3 separate regions of the Zea mays genome follow, and all the other regions are linked to region 3. A link is a contact called in public Hi-C data. All regions are on one chromosome and are shown on one strand. The core of a region is the stretch at or near the end of the contact, and the rest is flanking DNA. Distances in the headings are between cores, read along the strand shown.

Region 1 (3,893 bases), core at 1,272-3,771, 240 kb before region 3:
TTATGTCCCCATCTAAAGGGTAGGATGGACGCTCGGGGGGGGGGGGGGGGGGCAAGCATGATCAAATACCCAATCATGGTCACCTATCCTACATATGCTGAACGGTCCAAGGCAGGCGTGGATAGTTCGACCATGAAGGCTGGACAATCCATGGACATCCAGAAGTAGCAGCGATCATATACCGTCAGACTACAACGTCCTAAGATAAGTACTAGTGAGCAAAACAATTGCAGGGCGTTTGGCTAGCTCATCAGAGTCGGCCCTACTTTTAGTCAATTGCTTGCTAAATATATGAAGAAGGTCGTTTCACACGATCGGCCACTAAAACGAACAAAGTCAAAAGGGTGATCTGTGCGAAAGCAAAAGCCGACTAAACTGGCCCCAAAAGTGGTACAACCAAGATTGCCTGGTCATCCTCCTCTAGGGATGTCATGGTGCTTTTCAGTTATTCGTCATCAATGTGTTGTCCTACTCAAGTATGGGGTGGTACAATGATGAATTTATGTTACTGGCCCAATCTATTTGCTTATTCGGGTTGGGGGCACCACAAGTTTTGTCTATTGACATGTTGATTAGGCAGACATGGCAGAAGAAGATGCAATCCGAAATGGCCACTATGCATCAAATATTTATATTATCTGATCACAAGAGTCGATGATTTACATCGAGCTGAGTCTTTACTTCGGGAACAAAATAACTCATGAGATCTATTATTTCCGAAGTGCGCTGGTGCTTTTGGTTCGTCAAGCTCCACCAAAAGGCAGGGGCATACATTGAGCACCAAAAGTGGCGGACGATCCGGGCCTTGGGCCGGGACAGTCCGCGTGCCCTGCGATCAGATTAACTCAGGTGATTATCCTTATCTCATGTGTGGTTATCCATCTAATCACGTGGCATTGTTGGTTATCGCCTAGGAACATGTCCAGACCTCCTCCCCTATAAATATAAAGGGGTACGACCGATTGAGAACCCCTCGAACACATTTCAATCGAACCAATTACTTTATTTACTTTTGCCGACCTAGGAGTAGATGTAACGTAGCTTTAGTTGTAGCTTTCCGCATTTTCACCTCCACCCCTATTCGACTCTACGTCGTCTAGATCCGTTCTGGGGTGGCCTGCTGACCCCAGGATGGCCCTAGGATCTTACCCCTTGTGAGGGGCAAGATCTACTTCGTCTACTTCACTCAAGATCTTTTACTTGAATTGATCTATTAATTTCTAGGCGACTCTACGTTGTCTGGAGATGCCTCGGGTGACCTGCTGACCCGAAACACCCTAAGGTCTCTCCCCCGGGAGCGGGATCTAGGTCCTACGAGGAGAAGAAGACGAACCTGCGCCATCGCGGACCGTCCGGCCCAGAGCGTGGATCGTCCGGACAACGCGCAGGGAAGGCGTCGCTCCTGTCGCCAGGTCGTGGATCGTCCGGCCCAGAGCCGTGGATCGTCTGCGCCACCGCATCGAGCACCGCCAGGCGACCCGGCGATCCATCGTGGACCGCCACCACCATTCATCTCGCGGAGCCGAACCCAAGGTATTGCTCATCACGAGAAGACATTGGGGTTCGTTGTTGTTTGGTACCAAATAGGTGGTGACCATCATAGAGGTTTGTCCCACCTTCAGGATAACCTTTTTAGGTACATCAAGTAATCATCCCATTAGCTCTAAGATTTCTTTTCAAGACCACATTCAAGATAGTGTTAATTGTCTTGCGTCTTATTTACTATCTCGCTCCCTAAGGCCTTGACTCTCTGTGGGCAAAACCTAGTGATCATCCCTATGGTCCGAACTCACTACAAGGACGACCTATAAATCGTTAGTGTTTGGTTCAAAAAGGCGCCAACACTAGGCACACGAACTGAAGCTGCATTATTGGAGTTTGTCTTGAGATTGCAAGGAGATCTACACAGTGAGTCCAATAAGATGGCAACGCAGCAGAGGGAACATCAGGATGCTGTGGCCAATTAGGTCAGCGTGGGCAACGTGGTTGTTTCAAACATTTTGGGGATTTGTTATTTTAGCAGTCTGCTGTGTGCTTAGTTTTGTTTAGGGAAAAAAGTTCAACAACCCACAATGACAAGTTTTGAGGAACAAATTTTTAGTAGCCTCTATACACGATACGATGATTAGGCCGAACCAGGCAACCAGCACAATGCTAATGGTCAACAAGCTAAACGCGCGCGCTGGCGCGCGCCAGTTGACTTATTCTAGAGAACGCGAGGCTCCCAAGACGGCAGACGAAGGATCGCGTTTGAGGCGCTACCAGCCAGCCTCTGTCGGGCAGGCAAATAAGACGGAGCAGTGAACAACAACTGGATGGCAGGATTTGCATCATAGAGAAGCGATCGGACGGTAAAGGAATTCTGAATGACGTGGCCTACCTAGTTTGCAAGCTAGGGTCCCTGGTTTAATATATAGGAATGAGCCGGGTCCTATTCGTGATGGACCAAATTCGCATCGGTGCCACGGCCACGGGCCGCTCTGGAGGACCGGCCTTTTTGCACATCTACAGTCCAAAGCACAAGCAGTCAGCGGAATCCAATCCCCTGCCTCGCTCGGCGCTCCGCCGCCACCTCGAATCCAGTTCACCCACCTCCTCCGTCCTTATTCGTTTCTTCCGCCGCAAGCCAGACAGAGTTGACTGTCACCGTGTTCCCTCGGGGTGGGCGATGGGGTCGTCGGAGCCGTCGTCGCGTTCCGTGCAGAACCTCGTGCTGTACGCCGCCAGCGCCGCGCTCAGCTGCCTCGTCCTCTTGGCCGGCCTTCGCCACCTCGATCCCAACCGCGCCGCCTCTCAGAAGGCGCAGCAGCAGAAGAAGGAGATCGCCAAGCGCCTCGGCCGGCCCCTCGTCTCCACCACGCCCTATGAGGTCCGTCCCTCCACCCGTATCCGTATCCGCCTCCCCAATCCCCATCTAGGGTTCACTTCACTCCGACTCAATCCTCCGCTGGCGTCTCGCTCACCGACAGGACGTGATTGCGTGCGACGTCATCAACCCCGACAGCATCGACGTCGAATTCGATTCCATCGGCGGCCTCGACAAGGTCAAGCAAGCGCTCTACGAGCTCGTCATCCTGCCCCTGCGCCGCCCTGAGCTCTTCGCCTCCGGCAAGCTCCTCAGCCCCCAGAAGGGCGTCCTTCTCTATGGCCCGCCCGGCACAGGAAAGACCATGCTCGCCAAGGCCATTGCCAGGGAGTCCGGTGCCGTCTTCATCAATGTCAGGATCTCCAATCTCATGAGCAAGTGGTTCGGGGACGCGCAGAAGCTCGGTGAGCAATTATACTCTAGTCCACTGGATATCCAGCTATCCACCGGTTTTGAATCCATACCTATTGCTATTATAGTAGTCTTTTGCCATATTCTTCTTTTTCTTGTGTCTGTATGCCACGCACCGATCAACCAATGTTTATATGTTACTCTTGTTGTGGCAGCAGCTGCCCACTGGAAACTTATTTGCTCTAGAGACGATGACAATTGCATTGTTTTTTTGTGTCAGGATGCTGTAGAAATCTGCTGATTTTGAATCCATACCCTTCATAGAAGTTTCTTCTTTTATGTTTATATATGTTACTAGTGCTGTTGCAGCAGCAGCTGTAATGCAGTTATTTGCATTGCTAATTTAACTGTCCACATATCTACTACTTTAGAATTAGAATTGATGTCATCTGTATTGTTTTTTTATGTGTGTCTACGCTATACGCTGATGTTAGTGTGCTATTGCTGTGGCAGTGTCTGCTGTATTTAGTCTCGCTCACAAGCTCCAGCCTGCTATTATCTTCATTGACGAGGTTGATAGTTTCTTGGGGCAGCGACGGACAACTGATCATGAAGCCATGACTAATATGAAGACAGAGTTCATGTCCCTCTGGGATGGCTTCACCACTGATCGTGA
Region 2 (3,806 bases), core at 1,127-3,626, 130 kb after region 3:
AAAATAAAGCAGGAAAGCTTGTGCACTGCAAGATACACAAATGACACAACCTAAAGCACTGCCATAAAAACTGAGAGTGCACAGTTTAGAGGGAGATATCGCAATTATTTCCAAAAAAAAAAATGCCAGACACCAACCCAAGTATTATGAACTCCAAAACTACTTATGCTAATACAAAATCACTGTGAAACATAATACTCTTCAAAACTAGCAAAACTTGGAGGCATTGATGCATATAATACTGCTTCATGGCATAATTTCCTAATTAATATTTTTTTCAAGTGCACAACATTGTCTTTTCTTGAAATGCAACGTAGTAGCACCGACATTGTGTTTTCTTTCTTTGCTATACGGTACCATGGCATAATGTTCTAATTTACTATTTTCTGGTAACACAATTCACCAAAAAAATGGTTCATATTCACAGGTCACAGATGGATTGTCAAGGCATACTTCAAGATCATTCACCAGGAATGAGATAATTAAATGTAGCACCGAGAAAAAAAATAAAACCTATGTTCACTAGCCCAGTGTTTGATAAGTTGGCCAAGCACAACCTCAAAAAAGTATCACAATCCTATAGAACCAAGCGGTTTTCAAGTTGTAAAGGCAAATCCAGTCACCTGAGCACTGCCTAGATTATGACTAGGTCAAATAAAACATGGTTGAGTTATTTGGCTAGTTCTGGCACTTTCAAGCAATTACTGAACTGAGTGCAAGGAACAACGTAAAGGTAAATGGGAAATAGTATTAACTATAGCCAACTTCTGAAGGTTAGCAGTACAAGACATCTAGTTGAATAATAGACCACTAGAACTCTAGCTCTGGATTGACAAGATGGAACAAAAGAAAAATCTGGTCTTCACCGTTCACAATAAGATGATAATTCACTCAAAATCGCATTCAGCCAGAATGCAACAAACCAATAGAACCAGAAAACAATGGCTCCGTGACATGGGTCGGGTAGGGTTATGCTCCTTTTCAGTTAAGCCTATACATAACAAAAGGCTACTAAAGTGATACAATCATGAGTTCACATGCGTTTGCAGATCACTAACAAAATGATAACTGAAATGAATCTATCTAGCAGCTAGACAGAAGTTTTTATAAGTATAGCAAGAAAAGCCAAGTTACTTACCATCACTTCTTTTCAACATTTGGTAAGCAGACAGCAGGTAGTGTATCCAGACCCCCACAAACAGGTAGCTTAGTGGATCCAGACTTGGTGCTTCCAATGCATTGCATACTGGCGACATCACAGGCACCTTGTCCCAACACCTGACCGCTGATAGCGCCCTGCATCCCAGGGTTGCAGTACATCTGATGGTTGCATCTAAAATCACAGGAGTTGGCAACCTGGGCAGCAGCGCTGCCAAGGAGGCTTTCCTGGTCAACACTAGACAGGAGGTCGACGTTCTTGACCGCCGGCGGCCTCTGATACGGGAACGCACCAATCTCCCCCTCGATCCTGCCCCTGATGTCGACGAGCAGGCAGCGGAGCCTGGCCGCCTCCGCCTCGAGCGCGGCGTGGCTCTGGAGCTTTTTCATGAGCTGCTGGTTGAGCGCCCGGAGGTGCACCACCTCCTCCTCGAGCGATGCGGTGTGGGCCTTCTTCTTCTCCCGGTACTTCCTGACGGCGGCGCGGTTCCCCGACGGGCGCTTCTTAGAGGCGGCGTTGCCGTTGCTGTTGTTCTCGGACGGCGACTCGGCGTCGCCCGGCGAGGCCGCGACGATCTTGGTATGGACGTGGACGCAGGTGTGGGTGTGCGAGAGGTCGTGCACCGGCGGGTTGCAGGTGTGGGTGTGCGTGCAGGCGAGGTGCTCCGTGTCCTTGAGGATCTCGTCGAAGTAGCTGTCCATGGAGCAGCTGCTGGGCGGGTCGGTGCCGAGGGCCGGACACAGGTACGTGTCCGGGTTGGAGAAATCCAGGTCCCCGTCGTCCATTGCTGCTGCGGGGTGCGGGCGGGCGCCGGGCAGTCAAAGACGCATCCACCCACTTGGGAACACGACTAAGGAATTGTACTAGTATTACTACTCCGCCGCTGCTCCGGATACAAACGGATTCGAGGGCTCGCAGCAGCGAACGAATTGTACCAGAGACAAACGGAGCGAGAGAATCCGTCGGAGCCAGAAGAGGAATTCCTTACCTACCAGCAGAACGGGGAAAGGACAGTCCAAGCCCCGGATGGGCGGCGGCGGCGGCGACGACGAGAAGGGGGAGAGGGGGTGGATTGGATGGAGGGAGGGAGACGAAGGGGAAGGGTGGATGAATCTGGACGGGGGCGTGTTGGGCGCGTAGGCGGCGGAGGGGAATCCCGAGCCGAACGAGTCCAGTCCTCACCACCCAGGCACCCACCCACCCACTCACCAATTGGGATGGTAACGGTCACGGTTTACAAAACCGTTTTAGATGTAAAAACCGCCCCCCACCGGTAACGGTTTACCGTCGGTAAACCGGTGGAAACCGGTAAAAACCGACCGGTTTGGCCAAACCAAATCATTTTGAATTCAAACCGGTTTACCAGCGGAAAACCGGTGAAAAACCGGTAGAAACCGCCGGTTAACCGCGAAACAAACTGGTTTTTATTGTTTTTTGCAGAAAAATTGAAAATTTTGTCAGAATTTATTTATAGTTTGCTCAATTCACATTGTACAGTAAATATTAATTGATCTACACAACATGCATTCACCAAAAAACATATAATATATATATATATATATATATATATATATATATATATATATATATATATATATATATATATATGCAACCACAAACTCCAGTTCTCATGTAATAAACAACCAGCGAACTTCGCATACTCAAATACAAGTTCTTTTACACCTCTCCAACGAGGCAACAACACATAGGTCGACTTATTTCACAATACTCACATGTTCACCTCGAGTCATAGTGATAGTACTTAAGCATGTTGAAGGGTCGTGATATTGTTTCAATCCATCATAGTGATAGTGATAGGTCTATACAAAAGATACGAGATACATTAGCGAGAAAATAAGAACGACAAATAAATACTTATCCACAAAGCAAAACAACATACCAGTATGTATGTTTGGTGTTTGTGTATTGCACGTGCACCTCACCAAGTGTTGAACTTTTCTTCTGATCAGCAAATCTTAGGAACACATACAGAAGAACTGGAGCTAAGAGTTCTAGCTAGATTGAGTATTGTCTAGATGGAAACTTATTAGAAGAACTGAAGCTACTTGATCCACAGATTCCATCTTGGACAGGAAATGTAACCGAAATTGACCACTAAATGTCTAAACTTGACTTGAGCTACCGGTTTCATCTTCAAGCAAATCTTAGGAACACATACAGAAGAATTGGAGCTAAGAGTTCTAGCTAGATTGAGTATTGTCCAGACGGATACTTATTAGAAGAACTGAAACTACTTGATCCACGGATTCCATCTTGAACAGGAAATGTAACCGAAATTGACCACTAAATGTCTAAACTTGACTTGAGCTACTGGTTTCATCTTCAAGCAAATCTTAGGAACACATACAGAAGAATTGGAGCTAAGAGTTCTAGCTAGATTGAGTATTGTCCAGACGGATACTTATTAGAACTGAAGCTACTTGATCCACGGATTTCATCTTGGACAGGAAATGTAACCGAAATTGACCACTAAATTTCTGAACTTGACTTGAGCTACGGGTTTCATCTTCAAGCAAATCTTAGGAACACATACAGAAGAACTGGAGCTAAGAGTTCTAGCTAGATTGAGTATTGTCCAGACGGATACTTATTAGAAGAACTGAAGCTACTTGATCCACGGATTCCA
Region 3 (4,295 bases), core at 1,524-4,023:
CAATCGACGTCCCCATCTCCATGGACTGTGCCGCATGTCACCTTCGCCACGCCGTCTTGGCAACCGGTGTTCCCATCTCCATGGGCTACGCCGCATGCCACCTTCGTCACACCATCCTAGCAACAGGCGTCCCCATCTCCATGAACAACATCGCCTGTCAATTTTGTCACCACATGCTGGATGCCGGCGTGCCCATCTCCAAGGACAACGCCAAATTTCATCACATCATCTCCGTTGATGACGTCTCCGTCCCCATGGACGACGCCACTAGGGGCAGCCACGACTCAACAATCACCAGCTCCATCGATGGGGGATTTGTGGACCAACATAAGGGCTGATCTCGCAAAGATGCAAGCCTCGCTTCGGATGGTTGAGCAGGGGCTGCTGCAAATCAAAACAACAGTGCAACATGAGCAAAAACAGTTGGCGTTATCCACACGGCTCCAGACGTCGACGGTTGTGGGCATACAGGCTGCTGCTCGTGGCTTCCTTGCATGATGGATAGTGCAAGAGATGCGTTGGCAGATGCTCAAGGCAGCCTTGGTGACGGTTGACCTCGGCACACGGAGGCGCGATCTCGCCCTGTCGGTCGGCCATCAGCAGCGGCACCGGACCACTATCTCCAAGTGCGAGCATGGTACGTGTTCCACTGGCGACGAACTTCAACTCTACGGCAGCGACGGTTGGAAATGCACTCCTCTCGTCATCGGCAAGGGCGCACTGTTTAGCGCCACCACATTCCACTACAGGGCGCCACGAGGGCGCCTCCGCTGGTTATTGTTGCGACCTATTCCAGGTGTTCGTGTATGTGCCCCCCTTTCGTCCAGATGGCATCCATGGGATACAGGTGGCTGCACACGTGCAAGTCCAATGCATGGAGTGTGTCTGTCTTATCTTATGGGGGTCAAAAAAATCAGAATCAGAATAATAAGATAAGCCTAGATGTAAAAGACTTGTCTTCTAGGTGTCTAGTTTTGTGTCAAGTAGACTCGATCTTTGAGCATCCATCATGCTGCAGCTCGATGACGAGCTGCTTGTCCAAGATGGGTAGTGTCAGGGCCCAAGAAGACCCACGAAGGGACTACAGCACCAGCAGTCATAGACCCTCCAAGTGGGGTTAGATAATGATAGTTAGAAATAAGATTAATTGAGATTATTTAGAAATGTTATCAGTTAGTTTGTTAATAGTTTTTATAATAGTTTTAAGGAGATAAGGATCTCTAGCTAGATATAGACGACTAACCGGCCTATTTACGTAATTCATTAGAAATAAAATAGACAAGAATTAGAAGTGAGAAACCCTCTTCTTACTCGGCCGTAGGCAAAGGCCCCCTGCCGACGTTCCTATCCATCTCCAATCTCTCACCGACCTAGCCAATTCATCCTCGGATGGATCCCTTTATACAATGACAAGCACAACAAAGTGTTCTTTTTAATCTTATTCGCTACCTTGGTATTTCTGTCACATGACCACCCTAGGATTTTTTTCCCTGTGTTGAATTGTGTAGCCGAAACGCAGACTGAATCCAATGCATAGAACTGACTGCGTGCTTTCAAGGCCTGAGTGACGACAAGAAAAGGAAACATCGCCTGTTTTGTTTTGTTAGCTTTAACCGCTAGGGGATGGGCCATCACTGACAGCAAGACAGCAAAAAAAAACCAATACAAAACAAAACACAAATGATGGGAGAGGACGAGGAGGCATCAGAGTCATGGAAGAGGAGCAACATGGCTAAGCCTCTGGGAGGCAGCTTCTGCATCTCAAGCAGGATGCACATGTCGTCATCTGCCTCAAGAAACTAAAATCTGATCCAAACATATAAATCTCTCACGAGACCTGGACGGGCGCTGCAGGTTAATTCCTAATCCATCGATTAAGGTGTGGGGTGGTGGGAGCGAAGCAGGCAGGCATCAGAGTCATGGAAGACGAGCAACACGGCGTGCCTCGTCACGGAGGCAGCAGCTTCTGCTTCGTAAGCATGTCGTCATCTGCCCCCAGCATGCCCCCGCACCAACCCAATCCAATCAATCAAATCAAATCCCGAGGAAGAACTGCAAACGAGGAAGAACTGCAACAACAAAAAAAACGCGCAAGTGGGCATGGATGGAACATGCGTGTTCTCTGAACAAGAAAACAGAAAAACATAAAGAAATTGTTGGCGGCGGCGGATCGGGAAGACGAGATGGCTACCCCCACCCGTGCGGTATTTATGGACAGATGGTGCTAGGGTTGGGTTGGGTGCCCTCGGCCGCCCTCCATTCTCCGCGATGACACCTGGACATATCTTGGCCGTCCGATCTATAGTGGCATAGGAGCGAGAGAATCGTGCGAAAATAGAGTAAGCAACCGATGTCGGATGCCCGTGCTGCTACAGTCAGAGTCAGCCTAATTTGATAGAAGTGCTGCTAAATACAGTTGTTTGCATCGACTACTACACGAGACGCGCACACACTGCACGCAACGCGTTGTTGCCTTGCCGTTGTTCTTCTCCTTTTTGCACAACGTCACAATGATCCGTCGTCGTTGCTTCCAGTTCCAGCAGAGGGGGTGTACGACTGCCACGTGCCGCATGCAGCACACGCCACGTGCTTCGTGGTGGTAAGCCACAGCGACGGATGACGCACGCAGCTGAATTAATTGCTTGACCGGACGAGCACGAGCACGATGATGGCGGGCGGGGCGTGGGACGGGAACAGAAAGACGGAAACGGAACGAGTCAGAGGTTGCCCAGTCCACGAAACAAAAAGCGACCCACCCCAAACCCAAACCAACCCTGCCGACTGCCGTCGTGTCGGCTCGCCAACGCCAATCCCACCAGGCCACCACCACGCCACGCACTGCGCCTCCCTCCCTTGCGTCCGCCTCTCACCCGCAACTTCAAACCCGCCGCCACCTCCGGGGACCAGCAACCCCAACTCCAGCGCTGGGGAGGAGCGACGACGAGCTGCCCGATTCCACCACCACCAGCAACTTGAGGAATAGCCTCCTGCCTCCTGCCTCCAGCAGAGCGCGTGTCCCTCCTGCCTGCCGGCTACATTCGCCCGACTCCGACTCCGCTGAGAAGCCAAGCCAGCCATGGGGTGCGTGTGCTCGAGGCACTTCCCGGAGGACGCGCCGGGCACGCTGGCGGCCGCCTACGACGCGCGCCGCGGGAGGTACGGCCCCGGGAACTTCGACTCCGGCGAGCTCGCCATCCCGCCGCCCCACTCCAACAAGGTACATCCCCATCCTGATCCCCTGCCCCCCGCCTCGTGCATGCTGCTGCGTTGCGTACGTGCCGCGGCTCTCGCTGCTTTTCGAGGTGCGGACAGCGGACGGTACTGCTGCTTCAAATTCAAGGTCACCTTGCTGCTGGGAGTTGGACACACCACCGATTTCCTAGCGAGACTCTCGCGGGCTCACCACAATCCTCGTCAGAGTTCCTATTTTCCGACCAACCGATTGATACGCGAACAAGGGCGTGCTCGCTATACGTACCATACAGATACAGATACATACAACAAGTCAAGCCAATAATTAGTAGAATACAAGCCTGCATGTCGGCATACATACAGTACTACAGTGTGAAGTCAAGCTTGGCGGCCCTTTTTCTTGCAAATCTCTCTCCCAGCCAGGGATAAGCGAAGCCGGTGCTTAATCTACATTCACGTTGCTGTCAGCAAAAGTCTGCCCTCTGGAACGGATGGTCAAGCCTGCGACTGCGACCCACAACGCGAAATTGTGTCTGACCGCTCTTCTGCTCTGTGCCGCTTTTGGAGTCGCCAAATCATACCATCTTACGTTCGGTTTTCCGGATTGTTTCCCTAATTTATATAAGTTTTGATCACCTGGAATCGGTCACCAGTGCATTCCTGGATAAACGAACAACTCTTCCGGAGGCACGAAGTTTCCAGTTTTTATTCGCAGCTAGGAGGGGTCGTTGCTCTCCTCCGAATGTGCAAGGAGTCTCTGTCAAACTACAAACCATGGCACGATGGACAAACACTAGTCGTGTTGCGTATTGCTGTCAGCATGTGTAGACAAAAACTGGGATAAGCAGCGGCTAAGTCATTGGGCATGACAGGAATCTCATAGCTAATGATATAAAAAACGAGGGCACAGTAAATTCAGAGAAGCAATCCAACAGCTTCCAAGGACTGGCATCTCCTTTCATATTTTGACCAAGCTCAGTCAAAGTTTCATGTTTCCATGATCTAGTTGCATGAACTTTCATTTTTTTAGTAGTGCTGTTTCATAAGTCATAACTTTTAACATTTCATACCAGAATAGCATTCTTAGAATATATAAACGTTGC

What was found. A called contact is a pair of places that touch in the nucleus more often than the background predicts.
Region 1: a Hi-C map of leaf shows a contact between it and region 3, with 2.4 times the contacts expected there. The contact joins the promoter of LOC100273669 here to the promoter of LOC100275634 in region 3. A contact is called at or near these places in 7 of 25 Hi-C or Micro-C datasets (bundle sheath, ear, leaf and 1 more).
Region 2: a contact with region 3 is called in a Hi-C map of leaf, with 5 times the contacts expected there. The contact joins the promoter of LOC100282457 here to the promoter of LOC100275634 in region 3. A contact is called at or near these places in 3 of 25 Hi-C or Micro-C datasets (ear, leaf and tassel).

What each region holds. Positions count from the first base shown.
Region 1 is chr6:93,772,246-93,776,138 of Zm-B73-REFERENCE-NAM-5.0, reverse strand. It overlaps LOC100273669, which reads left to right and starts at 2,521. Exons shown (of 5, transcript NM_001360289.1): 1 at 2,521-2,869; 2 at 2,970-3,270; 3 at 3,731-3,889. The coding sequence starts at 2,669.
Region 2 is chr6:93,398,696-93,402,501 of Zm-B73-REFERENCE-NAM-5.0, reverse strand. LOC100282457 reads right to left here and starts at 2,376. Exons shown (of 3, transcript NM_001412154.1): 1 at 2,152-2,376; 2 at 1,139-1,949. The coding sequence starts at 1,944. The coding sequence ends at 1,141.
Region 3 is chr6:93,528,129-93,532,423 of Zm-B73-REFERENCE-NAM-5.0, reverse strand. It overlaps LOC100275634, which reads left to right and starts at 2,773. Exons shown (of 11, transcript NM_001374092.1): 1 at 2,773-3,217. The coding sequence starts at 3,077.